Regions from separate parts of the Sus scrofa genome. Here regions 1, 3 and 4 are each linked to region 2. Evidence: chromatin contacts called from public HiChIP or PLAC-seq data. All regions are on one chromosome and are shown on one strand. The core of a region is the stretch at or near the end of the contact, and the rest is flanking DNA. Distances in the headings are between cores, read along the strand shown. Region 1 has its middle 44 kb from the start of CDC42EP3. Region 2 has its middle 17 kb from the start of RMDN2. Region 3 has its middle 83 kb from the start of CDC42EP3. Region 4 overlaps LOC102160052 (a long non-coding RNA gene).

Region 1 (3,180 bases), core at 525-3,024, 170 kb after region 2:
GGGCTTAATCTCCAAAATATACAAAAATCTTTTACAACTCAACAGTAAAAAACAAACAAACCAAAAAAACCAACAGAAAAACGGGCAGAGGACCTAAATAGACATTTCTCCAAAGAAGACATATGGATGGCCAACGGGCACATGAAAAAAAGCTCAATATCACTAATTATTAGAGAAATGCAAATCAAATGAAAATGAGGTACTGTTTCATACCAGTCAGAAAGGCTACAATTAATAAATCTACAAATAACAAATGCTGAAGAGGGTGTGGAGAAAAGGAATCCTTTCTACACTGTTGGTGGGAATGTAGATTGATACAACCACCACAGAATACAGTATGGAGGTACCTCAGAAAACTAAATATAGAACTACCAGCAATCTCACACCTGGGCTCTATCCAGACAAAACTTTCACTGAAAAAAATAACATGCACCTCTACGTTCACTGCAGTATTGTTCATGTAGCCAAGACATGGAAACAACCTAAATGTCTAACAACAAATGAATTGATTAAGAAGATGTGATACATATATACAATGGAATACTACTCAGCCATAAAAAAGAACAAAATAATGCCATTTGCAGCAATATGGATGGAACCAGAGATTTTCATACTAAGTAAAGTAAGTCAGAAAGAGAAAGACAAATACCATATATCACTTATTTCTGGAATCTAATATATGGTACAAATGAACCTATATACAAAGAAGAAACAAACAGCTCATGAAAATGGAGAGATTTGTGGTTGCCAAGGGTGGTGGAGGGGTTAGGGAGGGAGGGAGTGGGATGGCCTTGGAGTTTGGGGTTAGTAGATGCAAACTGTTGCATTTGGAATGGATAAGCAATAAGATGCTGCTGTATAGCACAGAGAACTATATCCAATCACTTACGATGGAACATGATGGAGGATAATGTGAGAAAAAGAATATATATATATATATAACTGGGTCATTTTGCTGTTCAGCAGAAATTGACAGAACATTGCAAATCAACTATAATAAAAAAAAAAAAGTTCCATGAGGTCAGAGTTTATACCTGGTTTTGTTCATCACTGTAGCCCTGGCCCTAGAAAATTTCCTGACACAGCACTCAATAAACATGTGTTAAATTAAAATGTTTATTTTAAAAAGCCACAGTTTCAGTTTCTTACCTGCTGTAAATGAATTATGAGACATATCATGATTTATTAGTAGAGTACTCAACAACCAATGCCAGGACTTATGTCTCTCTTCTATGCAAACAACAACAAAACAAATCTAGAGCTTAACAAGCAAGGAACCCATTAATTGCAAACAGTCCAGTTAAGCTAGTAACCCAAGGTCACAGATGCAGACATGTTTGTTGGCCCAGCTGCCCTCCTTATAGCAGTGGGCCATTTGTGCCATCTTGAGGAAATGCTGATCACTGGGAAGTGGTAGGGGCAGAGGGGGAAGAATTCCTTCCACAGGCGATTTTTGTCAAGAAGATGGCTCAAGCCCAGTCTAATCATTATTCTGATAACCTTACTGGACTTAGGCCTAAAGGAACTTTGGTATTTAAAGTATGAGTCAGTAAATATCATCATTTTATCCCTTTCCTCAATTTAGAACCAACTAAGACATAGATACAGGAGTCAGATAAGAAATAACTCAAACAGCAGCTTCCCCAGTGATGCTGTTGGGAGGATGAAGTTTTGGCACAGAACATGAGTGTGATAAATGAGTCACTTCCCCTGAATTATGCAGACCTACCTGCTATGTCACAGTTACTGGGTCACAGGCAGCCCTACACAACTACCAGTTCCACACCAGGGCTATAGCCTGCCCCACCCTGCTTAGTCTATGGCCCAGAAAGCAAGCACAGACTTTCTGCAGGAAGGAAACTCTGAAGTAAGTTTCAGAAACAGCAGTATCATATATGCCTTGATTCTTCTGTGCCCCAAATGGGAGGAGGGACCAGATTATTTCTCTAACATAGACTCCCCAACATGGAAACACAGGTACGGGCAAGAAGTGTTCTCTCCTAATGAAAACTGTCTCTTCATTCACCACAGGTGCCTTAGAATTATACATTGGCTAGTAGTGCCCAAATACTACTACTTGATTTCTGCAAAGGATTGTAAAACGGTTTAATTTTTTAATTATGCCAATTACTATTTCTACTACTACTACGAGGCACTGCAGTCTTTCCTAGTGTAGCCTATAAGATTACCCCAATCAGCTGAGCCTGTAGTCAAACACTGATGGAAAGCATTATCCAACACCACGCCAAGTTTTCCATTAACATTTCTAGGGGGGCACTGCGATGGTGGACTGCATACTGGGAAGGACCTCAGCACGTTCAAGGGCTGGTTACACTGTCAAGTATGAGATACGGATGTTCGAGCATGAAAGAGTGAGAGAAAGTGGGAAGAATGACAGATGGTTCCCACACTTTCCTCTCTCTCCAAACTAATCATCATCCATGGACAAAAAGAGCAAAAAAAGAGAGGTAGAAAAGCTAATGAGAAAGAGAAACCAAACAGACCAGGAAAGAAATTATCACTAATTCCTGGGGAAACACAGCTCTCTCTCTGACTTGCAGCCTCTGATGTGGAGATCGGCCCTTACTCATGCCATTTGCCCTACAATTATCTTGTTACAAGAGATCACCAGTATCCAAGGAGGACTGGCTTTTCCAGGTTTTGGTATTTGTCCCTGAGGGAAGACTTTGGTTGTTGGTTTGAAAGATACAATCAAAGGCAAGATTTGGCTCCCATTCAGCTCCCCTGCCACCCTGCAGCTTGGAGTTTGTGTGTAGTCTGTGAACTCCCTTTGCAGTGGGCTCTTCAAGCTTTGGGGGTCTCTCTGCCCACAGCTTCCAGCTAACACACACCTCTGTTAGAGGACCCTGTGGCAGCTGTGGTCCTAGAGTGAGTGGTGATTTTCTCTGTTGGAGGCAGCACTATTATTAAAGTATCTATCACAGGGGCCGTTCTTCTGCTTTGTAACAGGAAATGAGGGAACGTTTGGGCAGGAGGGGGTGTCAAAGCCTAATGAACACCACACCCAGACAGAGCAAAGCCTTGCTAAAGCAGCTTCAGTAAGGGCTCTACTGTTCATGTGGTTTTCCACCTCCAGGCAAAACATTATTGCTGGCAAGAGTCATGCCAGAGTACCCTAAGCCCAAACACCTGTGTAAGTCACAATACAAAAGGACCTTG
Region 2 (3,328 bases), core at 236-2,735:
ACAACAAAAAAGAAAACAGTGGTAGTCGAACCAAGAAGACTCGACTCCCAGACTCTGACTGACAGTACATGGATGTGGGTAAAACAATTTCTCATGAAAGTATCAGTAAGAGGAAGGGCTAGGAGGAGGAGGAGAGGGGCAGCTGGAGAGCAGATCAAGCAGAGCTCCTGGCTGATCTAACAGGTGTGACCCCTGCTAGAAGATTCCAGCTGCTGGGCTAGAGCCATGATGGAGTTTAGAGGAGACAGTCAGAAAGGAGTCAAGCTGGAGCATTCTCTAGAGAGTTCTTGGGGAGCTGGCTGCTTAGAAAGGAGCCTTTGGGCAACATATGCTGCTCAGGGGTCCAACTAACTCCACCCCAGGGACATAGCCCTTTGAGCACTAAAAAATCTAGACTTAATAATAAATAATAGCAAATAATATTTATTAAGTACTTTTGTATGACTGTGATACAGAGTGAATGATTTCATTTTCTGTCTCATTTCATAATCACGACAAAATGGTTGTTAACCCCATTTTACAGATGAGGAAGTTGAGGTTTAGAGACATTAAAATAATGTTCCAAGACCAGCATATAAACAAACAGAGATTCCAAATACAATTCTTATTCTAAATTCACATTTTAAATCATCATACCTCACTGCTTTCCACTGGGTGGCCTGAGGAGTGAGCAGGGACTTGGTCATTCAAGAGAGGCCAGTGGTCATGTACAGTAATAGGGTCTACATTCAGGATTCTTACAGGGTATGAGCTGGGGACTGAGGTGGAGCAAAATGAGTGGGGACTTTACACCATTAAAATCTACCCCTGTGTTCTGGTCCAGATTCTGCCTTTGAGTTATACCAATTCCACAGTTTTTCTGAGCAAACCTGTCTATTCCAAGCTCAATGTCAGGGAGCAGAAACTCTGACCATTTGAGAAGGGAAGACAAAAAAGGAGGAGGAAGGAAGTTTAAGGTGGGAGAAACAGCAGCCTCAGAGCATTCATCTGCCTCTGGACTGCAATTCTCTTTGGCTTTGGGGCTTAACCTTCTTCATAGGCCAGGTCATGCCAAAGTCACAGGGAGGAGAGGATCCTGCAGGTGAGTCCAGGACCCGGGGTCTAATTAGACCACAGGTGTCCAGTCAGAAAAGGAGACCAGGTAGCACAGGGCCAGTGTGTGTGGATGGTAGATCCAGACGGGAAGGTGGGTTCCAGAATCAGAGCACCTCTGTGGGCAAGAGGGTCTGAGGCAGATGGGAGGGGGTCTGTGGTCCCTGAGGTCCTCTCTGTCAGGAGGAGCGCAGATAAGTTTCAGGAAAGTAAGCCAGGCGATAGCACATAGGATTTTAACTGAAATACTAGACAAGCTAGTGGGTTCTAGGTGCTATGCTTCATTATCCAGCCCAACTATTCAAAGTCCTCAGCGCCATCACCAACCCTGGGCGGACCCCAGGACAGGATCTGCTCCTTTCCTCATCTTGGCTGGTTTAGGGTGGGTGGAAAAATTGGCCACGAGAGGGCAGTAGAGAGCCACAGACACCCTTGTATTATTGCCGAGGACCGAGTTCTACCTAGGTAGAACTGGGCAAAATGACACGTTTCTTCAGTTTCTGATTCTGTAGCCTGGGAAGGGGGTTAGGGGAAGGGAGGGCTGGCAGTCTGTAGTTTTAATACACGGCCCATGTGATTATGATGTAACGGATCCAAAGCGGGCTTCCGGGAGCTGCTCCCCTAAAATATTCAGGATCTTCTATTTAGCATCCTTAAACCAGGATGACAAATATGATTGCTAGGAGAATAATATGTTAAAATATTTTATTGGAAAAATAGATCATATAACAGTGTGTATATAAAGCATAGGTTCATTGCAAAGAAAATAATAAAGAAAATAGCCATGCAAACATTTCCTGGGATAGTAAGAACTTTAGAAGCCCCAGTGCTTTATTTGTTTATTTATTTTTGGCCGTGCCTGCTGCATGTGGAAGTTTCTCCTCTAGTGACCAAACCCATGCCGCCACAGCAGTGACAATGAGCCACAGCGGTGACAATGCTGGCTCCTTAAAACTGTTGGGCCACAAGAGAGCTTCAGAGTCCCTGGCACTTTAGAAGCCCCTTGAGTGGCCCTCTCATCTCACATTCCCCCCTTCTCCCCAGAGCTAACCATAATCCTGAGGTTTGTGAGAATATCCCTCTTCCTGTGCTTTTATGCTTAACACCTCTGCTTTTATTCCTAAGTAACATATTTTAAAACTTGGGCTGATTTTGAATTTTAATACTTTATCAGTTAAGAATTATGTCCGTGAAATAAATCCATGTAAATACATGTATTTGTAGTTCATTACCTTGTATGGACATGCCTACGTGGATTTATCTCCTTTCTTGATGGACATTTAGGGAGCATCCGGGCTTGATTTTGTTTTCTTTTTTTCCTATTAGGGACAATACTGCTATGAATAGTTTAATACCTGGAGAATTTGCATAAGTTTTTCTAGGGCACATATCTAGAAGTAGAATTGCTGGCGGTTAGTGTATGCAGGATAAGCACTTACCATTAAAAAAAAAGACTAATAAGAGAGTTTCCATTGTGACTCAGTGGGTTAAGAACCTGACTATCCATGGGGATGAAGGTTTGATCCCTGGCCTTGCTCAGTGGGTTAAGGATTCAGCATTGGCGTGAACTATGGTGTAGGTTGCAGACGTGGCTAAGATTCTGCATTGCTGTGGCTGTGGTGTAGGTCAGCAGCTGTAGCTCCAATTCAACTCCTAGCCCGGGAACTTCCATATGACAAGGGTGCAGCCCTAAAAAAAAAAAAAAAAAAAAAAGAGTAAATTTGATCATATCAAAATTAGGAAGTTTTTAAAGATAGTGAAAAGACAAGTCACACACTAGGATAAGATTTTTGCAGTACATGTAACTGATACATGATGAATCCAGAGTATATAAAGAACCATGAATCAATAAGAAAAAGGCAGACAACCTGGTAGAGAAATGGGGGAAAGTCACATGCACTTTTCAAACAAGCAAATCCAGAAGGCTACTACAAATATTAAAAGATGTCTAATCTCATTAATTATAAGGGAAATGTAAATTAAAGCCACAAGTTTATATCAGCACATAGCTTACAGTTTGGTTAAAATTTAAGAACCTACTAATCAAGTGTTGCTGAGGTTATGGAACAATAGCAAAGTAGTCATTGTAAAGGAAAGGTTATAATCACTCTGGGGCACTGCAGCATTATCTAACTCATCCTCTTGAGGCCCTGGTATTAGACGACAGGTTGAAGAATGCTATGGAATCTGAGAAGCCAGGTGTCCAAGGCTGAGGTAGGGCTGTGGAGGGAAACTC
Region 3 (3,400 bases), core at 836-3,335, 130 kb after region 2:
GTTTCTCTTTCTCTCTTTCTTTCTTTCTCTCTTTCTTTCTCTCTCTCTCTTTCTTACGTTCTTTCTCTCTCTCTTTCTTTCTTTCTCTTTCTTTCTCTTTCCTTCCTCCCTTCCTTCTTTCTTTTCCCTCCCTTCCTCCTTCCTTCCTTTCTTTCTTTCTCTTATTTTAATGGCCTCATCTGTGACATATGGAAGGCCAGGGACTGAATCCAAGCTGCAGCTGCAACCTACTCCACAGCTGTACCAATTCTGGTTCCTTTAACCCACTGCACCAGGCCAGGGATTGAACCCACACCTCTGTAGCAACCAGAGCTGCTGCAGTCTGATTTTTAAATCACTGTGCCACAGTGGTAACTCCAGGCAGGTTTCATTCTACCTGAACCCATTTTCTCATCTGTTAACTGTGATGACAGTAACCCAGACCTATGGATTTGTGCAAAATCCAAGTGATTAGCAAGTAATATTTGTGAAAATGTTTATAATTTGTTGTGGACAAAGAATATCATGTACCTTATCAGTAGACAAAGGATGTTGCAGCCATCAGGCCATCAGCCATTTCAGCTTCCCCAGCTGTATACCCTGAGGGGATTCAGGATGGAAAAGAACAAGATACATACCAAAGGTGTGATTTTTAATGAGCCCAGACTCTTGCATTTTTCCATACATAGAACAGTACTAAATTCATCAACTTGAGATGTCTGGTTTTTCTCTTTAACACTTTAACATATTTTGATATTCAGCTACCTGGTTTTGAGCAAAAACTCCTACATGTCCTGACACCTCCCTTACCTTTTTGAAACAGTCCCTTAGAACTACCTAAAAGGCTTTCTCCTAGGCCTAAGTCCTTGGTTTGTCCACAAAATAAAACATAATTCTCAACTTTCAGGTTGCGCTTTTTTTTTTTTAGTCAACACTGTACAGAACTTTCCTAATACATACACTGATCTGATCCAGTAACATGGTAGCATAATAAAGAAAAGAATTTCAGAGTTAGGTTAGAAAGAACTGGGTTTAAATCCCTGTGCCGTCATCTACTAACTTTATGCATTTGAGTTGATGACTTATTCTCCTTGAGCCTTACTCTCTCATCTGTAAAAGGAGTCTAACTTGCCAAGGTTAGACTATATCTAAAGCACCTAGTAAAGCACCCAGCATGTCATCCCCATCATTACCACTGTGACTAATGTTAGTCTAAACACTAACCATCTGCAAGGTGTTGTTCTAAAAGATATATGTGCATTTAGGTAGGTCTTGTTACTCTGAAGCCTAGAGAGGTTAAGTAACTTGCCCAAAGCCACACAGGTAGAAGTGGTGGAGTCAGGATTAGAATCTGGCAGTGGAGTTCAGCACACCAGGGTAGTTAGCAACAATGCATAGCGAAAATCGGGCACTGAATTCAGGCCAATTTTTGGAGAGTTCCTTTGCGAAGTAACAGGCTTTCAGAACTCAGGTTTTCCAAGGAACTTGATAGTGGGCAAGAGAAATCCCTCAGGAAGATCCTTCTTACCTGCTCTTAAGTGCTTATTCTGTGAGAGAAAATATAATTGACGCCACTTCCAGGAAGAAAGGAAGCTGGGTTAATAATGGAAATAAAGCACCTGCTACAACATTTGACATGTCCACCCATATTTGTAAAACTCCTGAAAATAATCCCCATCAGCTCTGGAGTTACTTGGATCAGTAAGGAATGTTGCTAAACCCACAGAAAACTAGGTGATGGGCTGGAATGAAAACCTTGCTATGTATGCAAGGCAGTAACCTGATTTGCATCAGTTGAAAGGGTGAGAAATGGCAGGCAAGCAGAGGTGGCTCCTTCACTCCAAAGAGATCTGCTGTTGCATTCTCTCATTGGCATGTGAGGCCATAAGTCCACACGGCTTAAACCTTACACAATTTCCTCTGGAGGAATCATATGCCTATTTCTAAATTCTTTATGCCTGCCCTCTGGGCCACAGGTCAGAGACTAGTGGGCAGAAGGCATCAGACCATCCTTGCAAAAGACTTTTCCATCATTTGGCTAGGGTGGAAAGGATGCTGACTAAAGAAGGTTGATCGTCATCCAGCTCTACAAGAATTGAGTCATTAGCCTCTGCAAGGTTGACCTTTAACACACCCCAAAAGGAGTTCAGGACAGAGATTAGGAATGAGACGTTCTGTGCTCTGAAAAATCTGGCAGAACTAGCCTTCAGATAGTTAGATATTTTCAGGAGAAATTTTTTGAATTTTTAGATTTTTGAATCTTTCTATACTTGATAAAAGCACTAAAACCATTAACTAAGATATTTGTTCCCTATGACTGGCAGCAACCTATTACTGAGATGTGTGCTTGGTTACATGTAACCCCTTCACCAAAATCACATACATACCGACCTCCCCCATTACTCCTTGGAACAGTTTCTCAGCTATCCCAGAGGCTGTCTCCCAGGCTACAGTCTTGTAAGACACTAAATAAATTCAGCTCACAGCTTTTACATTACACATTTTTTTTAAGTCAACAAGAGAAAGAGAGACTTCATTTCATTCCCAGTTTTCCCTCTTAGATATTTCTCACTTATGGAAAATATAAGCAGTGATGCTAGACACACAAAAAGACCTTCAGACCCTTTGTCCAAGAATTCCACCCATATCATCTCTGAGGAGCTGCCATAACAACACCTGAGTCTTTACTAACTCTAAGACTTTGCAGCTCTCTTTAAACATTCATTCCCTTATCTTTTTGAGATCATCTATCTGTCAGTGGGCTGGGTCATGAAATTAATAAAATTTTGGAATGTCACATGCCCAGAAAATTCCTAGGAAGAATGTGGTCATAAAAATAAAATCACAATATTGGGGGGGAGAAAACCTAACAACAACAGAGACAAAAACATAAATTAAAGCAATAAAGCACATCTACTGGGAATGACTGGGGCAAGGCAGAAGGCTCTTCCTACATGCCAAACTGAAATATTCTATTAAGTTTTAAGAAATCATGTTTACAGCAGATATAAATTAAATTAACTGCAAGGCCATAAAATAGAGCAGCTGTTCTCCATCTCCTCTGATGACAGACAAGAGGAAAAGGCTAGTCAGAGGTAAGGAAGACATTCTTCTTGGCAGTGAGGTGAGAACATAACATCAAGGGCACAATAAGGAGAGGCAAGAGAGCTGTGGAGCCATCTCTTCTGCTACACATTTAAGGAGCACAGATTATAGGAATTTTACATGCATATTGAAGTCCTTTGCCCTTGACCATTTCTCTGTACATTTAACTATTTCAATGTAAATAAATGGAACTCCTTACAAAATACTGTGAGAATACAAATGCACTACTAAGACAATTGTGAAAAACAATCAACTGTTAAGCCAAAGTAAAAATGATCATCTTCCTTGTCCTGTGCTGCAGTAGCTTAGCTTAAAG
Region 4 (3,399 bases), core at 458-2,957, 160 kb before region 2:
TTGTGAAAGTTAGAAATGCACAGAATCATAGAGACACATGGGCCTATTGCATCTAACCCTCCATATTAGAGTTGAGAAAACAAAGACTCAGAGGTTCTATGACCTGCCTGCCCCCCTCACCCCTGAGGTCACAGAGGTTTTGGTTAGTGGCAAAATCAGGCTCAAGCTTTAGGTCTTCCCAGATGTTCTTTCCCTATTCAGTGCTGCCTATGAAGATAAATATGAAAGTATGCTTAAAATTATAAATCAAAAAACTGGCAACATATAATTATTTAGGTATTAATTAATAGCCTGTGTATGGAGTCAGCACTAATCACGTCTTTTCATGCCTTAACAGGGCCGTCGATTGTTAGGAATTGCTAAGATGGCAAAGATATTCTGTCTAAAGACAAATCCTTCCCCTTCCAGTGAATACAAGGAAAGCAGGAATTTAACCAGAGATACTTAAGCTCAACCCCAGAAGTCATCTCTTGTTGCTTAAAAAAAATTGAGCTACAAGTCACATATCATAAAGGGTACCATTTTAAGGTGTATGCAAAAGTCACTGGGTTTTGGTACATTCACAAGGCTGTGTAACCTTCACCACTATCCAATTCCAAAATATTTTCATCATCCTGCTGCTCTTCGAGTGTCATTATGGACAGGTGGAGTGTAGCATCTCAGAGGCTGGGCTGTTGGCTCTCAGAGGCAGGCACACTGTGTCTGGCCCTCGTTAGTGCCTCTGTTGGCTGAGATGAGCAGCGAGCCTAAGTTCACCTTCTATTTGGAGAGCCCCATGTCCACTAAAGATGGGCCAGGAGGAGGAATGAGGTAGGCACCGAGCCTCAGAATGAGCCTGAGCAAGGAAAGTCAGAAACTGAAAAGCCAAACTCAGCCACCAAGGCCAAAATAGGAGGAAGAAATTTCCCAGGCCAAGAGTGAGTAGATGGACAAGTGGGAAGTGTGGCTGGTTGAGAGAAGTAGGGCTCAGGTGGCAGAGGACTCTCCCAAGTGTCTTTTTCTCATGCCTTAGACCTTTATGCATATTGAATCCCCCCAACCCCTTCACTATCACTTGATCTAAGCCTCCTGGGGTCCCTGAGCACCCAATGCTGTGGGTGCCTGAACTTTCCCTACAGTAGCCTTTCTCACCTTAGGGGTACTGTGATGGCCTGCCTACTTGCCTGCATCCCTGCATAGACCATAAGCTTCAAAAGAGATAAAGTCTTGTCTTAAACCTACCCACCTTCCTTCATCATCATCTGGCACCATGAACAATAAAGATTTCATGACTGAATCATTAAGTTGGCTGCCAAGCTCAAATTTCTCTTTCTAGATCCCTACAATGTTCAAATTAAAATAGAGTACCAGGAATGCAGCCAAGCATCCCACAGTTCTTCAAGGCAGATACACAAATCAACAATGATACTGAGTCAAATCTGCTTTCCTATAGCCCTCTTTCTGATCCAAAGAGCAAGAGAGAGAGAAAATCTCTGCCCTCTTCTCTAGGATGACCCTTCAAGGATTTGAAAGGAACTGTGTCACATCTTTATGGCTTGAATTTTCCAGGCTAAGCATATGTACTGCCTTCAAAAATTAAGCATGAAATATGGATTCATTTACTCATTGATTCAACAAGTACTTTTGAGCATGTTCTACATATAAGACATTGTGCCAGGGACAGTGGGTATAAGAGGAAATGATACAGACTCTGTGGTCAAGAAGTCTAAAGACTCTGCTGGTTGTGCCACTCCCACTCCCTGGAGTTTCTCTCTTAGGTCAATAGCCCTTTCCAGAACTTAACACAATATTCCCAAGTGGTCTGACCAGCACAGAGCTCAGAAGAACTATTACTTCATGATATGGACCCTATGCTTCCCATAACTTTTGATTGTTCGTATTATTCTTAGGAACTGCTCAGGGCATGCTAATGTAGTGTGTGTGTGTGTGTGTGTGTGTGTGTTGTGTGTGCTCATGTATGTGTTATATGAAGACATTTGGTTAAAAATTTTGTAAGGCTGCCTGGGCTTTGTGATTAAACCAAATATGTGGCAGTATTTCTGGCATAAAAGTTCAAGTCAAAGACATCCTTATGCTTAGGAATAAGCAAATTGCAATCTTCATATCAGATTGAACTCATAAGGTTGGACAGATTTAAAAAAAATTTTTACGTTGTCACTAATGGTTCTTTATGATGTTTCTGAAAATAATTGGGAGAGAAGCACAGACATCTGGCATGTGAATAAAGCTGTTTCTAATTATGGGGGGGTGTTTGTCTTCAAAGCAGAGTGGACAGTGGGGTACCCTTGGACAGGCCCTTCTGTAATGATACTTCCTCTGGACCTGGCAGCCTCCAGCCTCCACCTAGTTGAAGAATGAGGAGTGGGCCATCTCATTTTTAGCTTCTGACCTGAATAACTTTGGTCCTTAAAATCCATCCAGCTTTGGGGCTTTTTTTTTTTTTTCCCTTTGGGGTTTGGCCTTGAGACTGAAAATATGAATTTTTTGGTCATGCTGTTGCTGTTTCCTGGGTACTTTCCGTATGTGCAGGACTCACCAGAGGCTGGAAGGTCAACAGAAGAGAAAGTGCATCTCCTCCGTGACAACCGGGATAAGTGTGGGAGAGCGCCACAAGACCTGGGTGGTCAGGAGACCCAGGAATGTGTCCAGAAAAAGCAGAGTGTGTGAGAGTCATTCTGTCCTCCAGGGTAAAATAATCTGTAGAAGGCATTGTGCTGAGTATTCATAAGTTGGTCACTTCAGTGTTTAACAGTTTCCAATAATTCTTCTTGGCCCTACATCTCTTCACTTACCCAATATTTATTAGGCACTGAATATGTGCCAGGAACTTGAAACTTCAGAAATAGCTATTATCAGCAGTGTTGTTTTAAGAAGAATCTATAGCATTTCATTCTCCCTCATGATCCCCCAAACCCATGATTTGCTCATTGGCCATGGACACAGTGACCAGTCTGTGAAGCAACTGAGGGGCACATTTTAGAATCCTCCCCAGCGATGCTTCTTGTCCTAAGATTTATCCACATCGAGGACACGTCTGAGAAGGCTGTTGCAAGGGCCACTGTGATGGCTGTTGCCATTACTCCCTGACTCTCCTTTCCTTGTGGAACCCTCTGATTCCTGGCATCTATATCTGAAGACCAGGGCTCTGGTGAAAAAAAAAAAGTACTTAATTCAATGAAAATATTTTAACAACAGACATTTTTGCTGACTATAATGTTCTCACCAAAGAAATCCTTTGTTATATAGACTCACCAAAGAATTTGGCAAATAGAGATAAGCACAAAATAGGTAATGAAAACCATCCTTTTTCCACTATGCAAAGATAAGCACTGATAAAATGTTGGTGTACGTATCTCTTCATTTTTCCAGATCTGGTTTTCTTTTACAACAGTTTTAGAG

Evidence for each region. HiChIP or PLAC-seq counts read pairs in DNA pulled down with a chosen protein or histone mark.
Region 1: an H3K27ac HiChIP or PLAC-seq map of alveolar macrophages shows a contact between it and region 2. The contact joins two enhancer-like sites. A contact is called at or near these places in 1 of 47 Hi-C or Micro-C datasets (embryonic fibroblasts) and 1 of 2 datasets of contacts at active chromatin or transcription factors (alveolar macrophages).
Region 3: a contact with region 2 is called in an H3K27ac HiChIP or PLAC-seq map of alveolar macrophages. The contact joins two enhancer-like sites. A contact is called at or near these places in 1 of 47 Hi-C or Micro-C datasets (embryonic fibroblasts) and 1 of 2 datasets of contacts at active chromatin or transcription factors (alveolar macrophages).
Region 4: an H3K27ac HiChIP or PLAC-seq map of alveolar macrophages shows a contact between it and region 2. The contact joins two enhancer-like sites. A contact is called at or near these places in 1 of 47 Hi-C or Micro-C datasets (embryonic fibroblasts) and 1 of 2 datasets of contacts at active chromatin or transcription factors (alveolar macrophages).

Annotation. Positions count from the first base shown.
Region 1 is chr3:102,493,002-102,496,181 of Sscrofa11.1, forward strand. No RefSeq gene overlaps it. Among named protein-coding and RNA genes, the nearest start is that of CDC42EP3, 44 kb to the right of the region's middle. Within about 2 kb of position 1,775, at least 11 of the 83 cell types and tissues checked have an H3K27ac peak or open chromatin away from gene starts, as enhancers often do. A contact at or near this core is called in alveolar macrophages, where this site is marked.
Region 2 is chr3:102,322,851-102,326,178 of Sscrofa11.1, forward strand. No RefSeq gene overlaps it. Among named protein-coding and RNA genes, the nearest start is that of RMDN2, 17 kb to the left of the region's middle. Within about 2 kb of position 1,486, at least 3 of the 83 cell types and tissues checked have an H3K27ac peak or open chromatin away from gene starts, as enhancers often do. A contact at or near this core is called in alveolar macrophages, where this site is marked.
Region 3 is chr3:102,453,761-102,457,160 of Sscrofa11.1, forward strand. No RefSeq gene overlaps it. Among named protein-coding and RNA genes, the nearest start is that of CDC42EP3, 83 kb to the right of the region's middle. Within about 2 kb of position 2,086, at least 16 of the 83 cell types and tissues checked have an H3K27ac peak or open chromatin away from gene starts, as enhancers often do. A contact at or near this core is called in alveolar macrophages, where this site is marked.
Region 4 is chr3:102,162,839-102,166,237 of Sscrofa11.1, forward strand. The region is part of intron 1 of LOC102160052 (a long non-coding RNA gene); the gene reads right to left. Among named protein-coding and RNA genes, the nearest start is that of RMDN2, 140 kb to the right of the region's middle. Within about 2 kb of position 1,708, at least 3 of the 83 cell types and tissues checked have an H3K27ac peak or open chromatin away from gene starts, as enhancers often do. A contact at or near this core is called in alveolar macrophages, where this site is marked.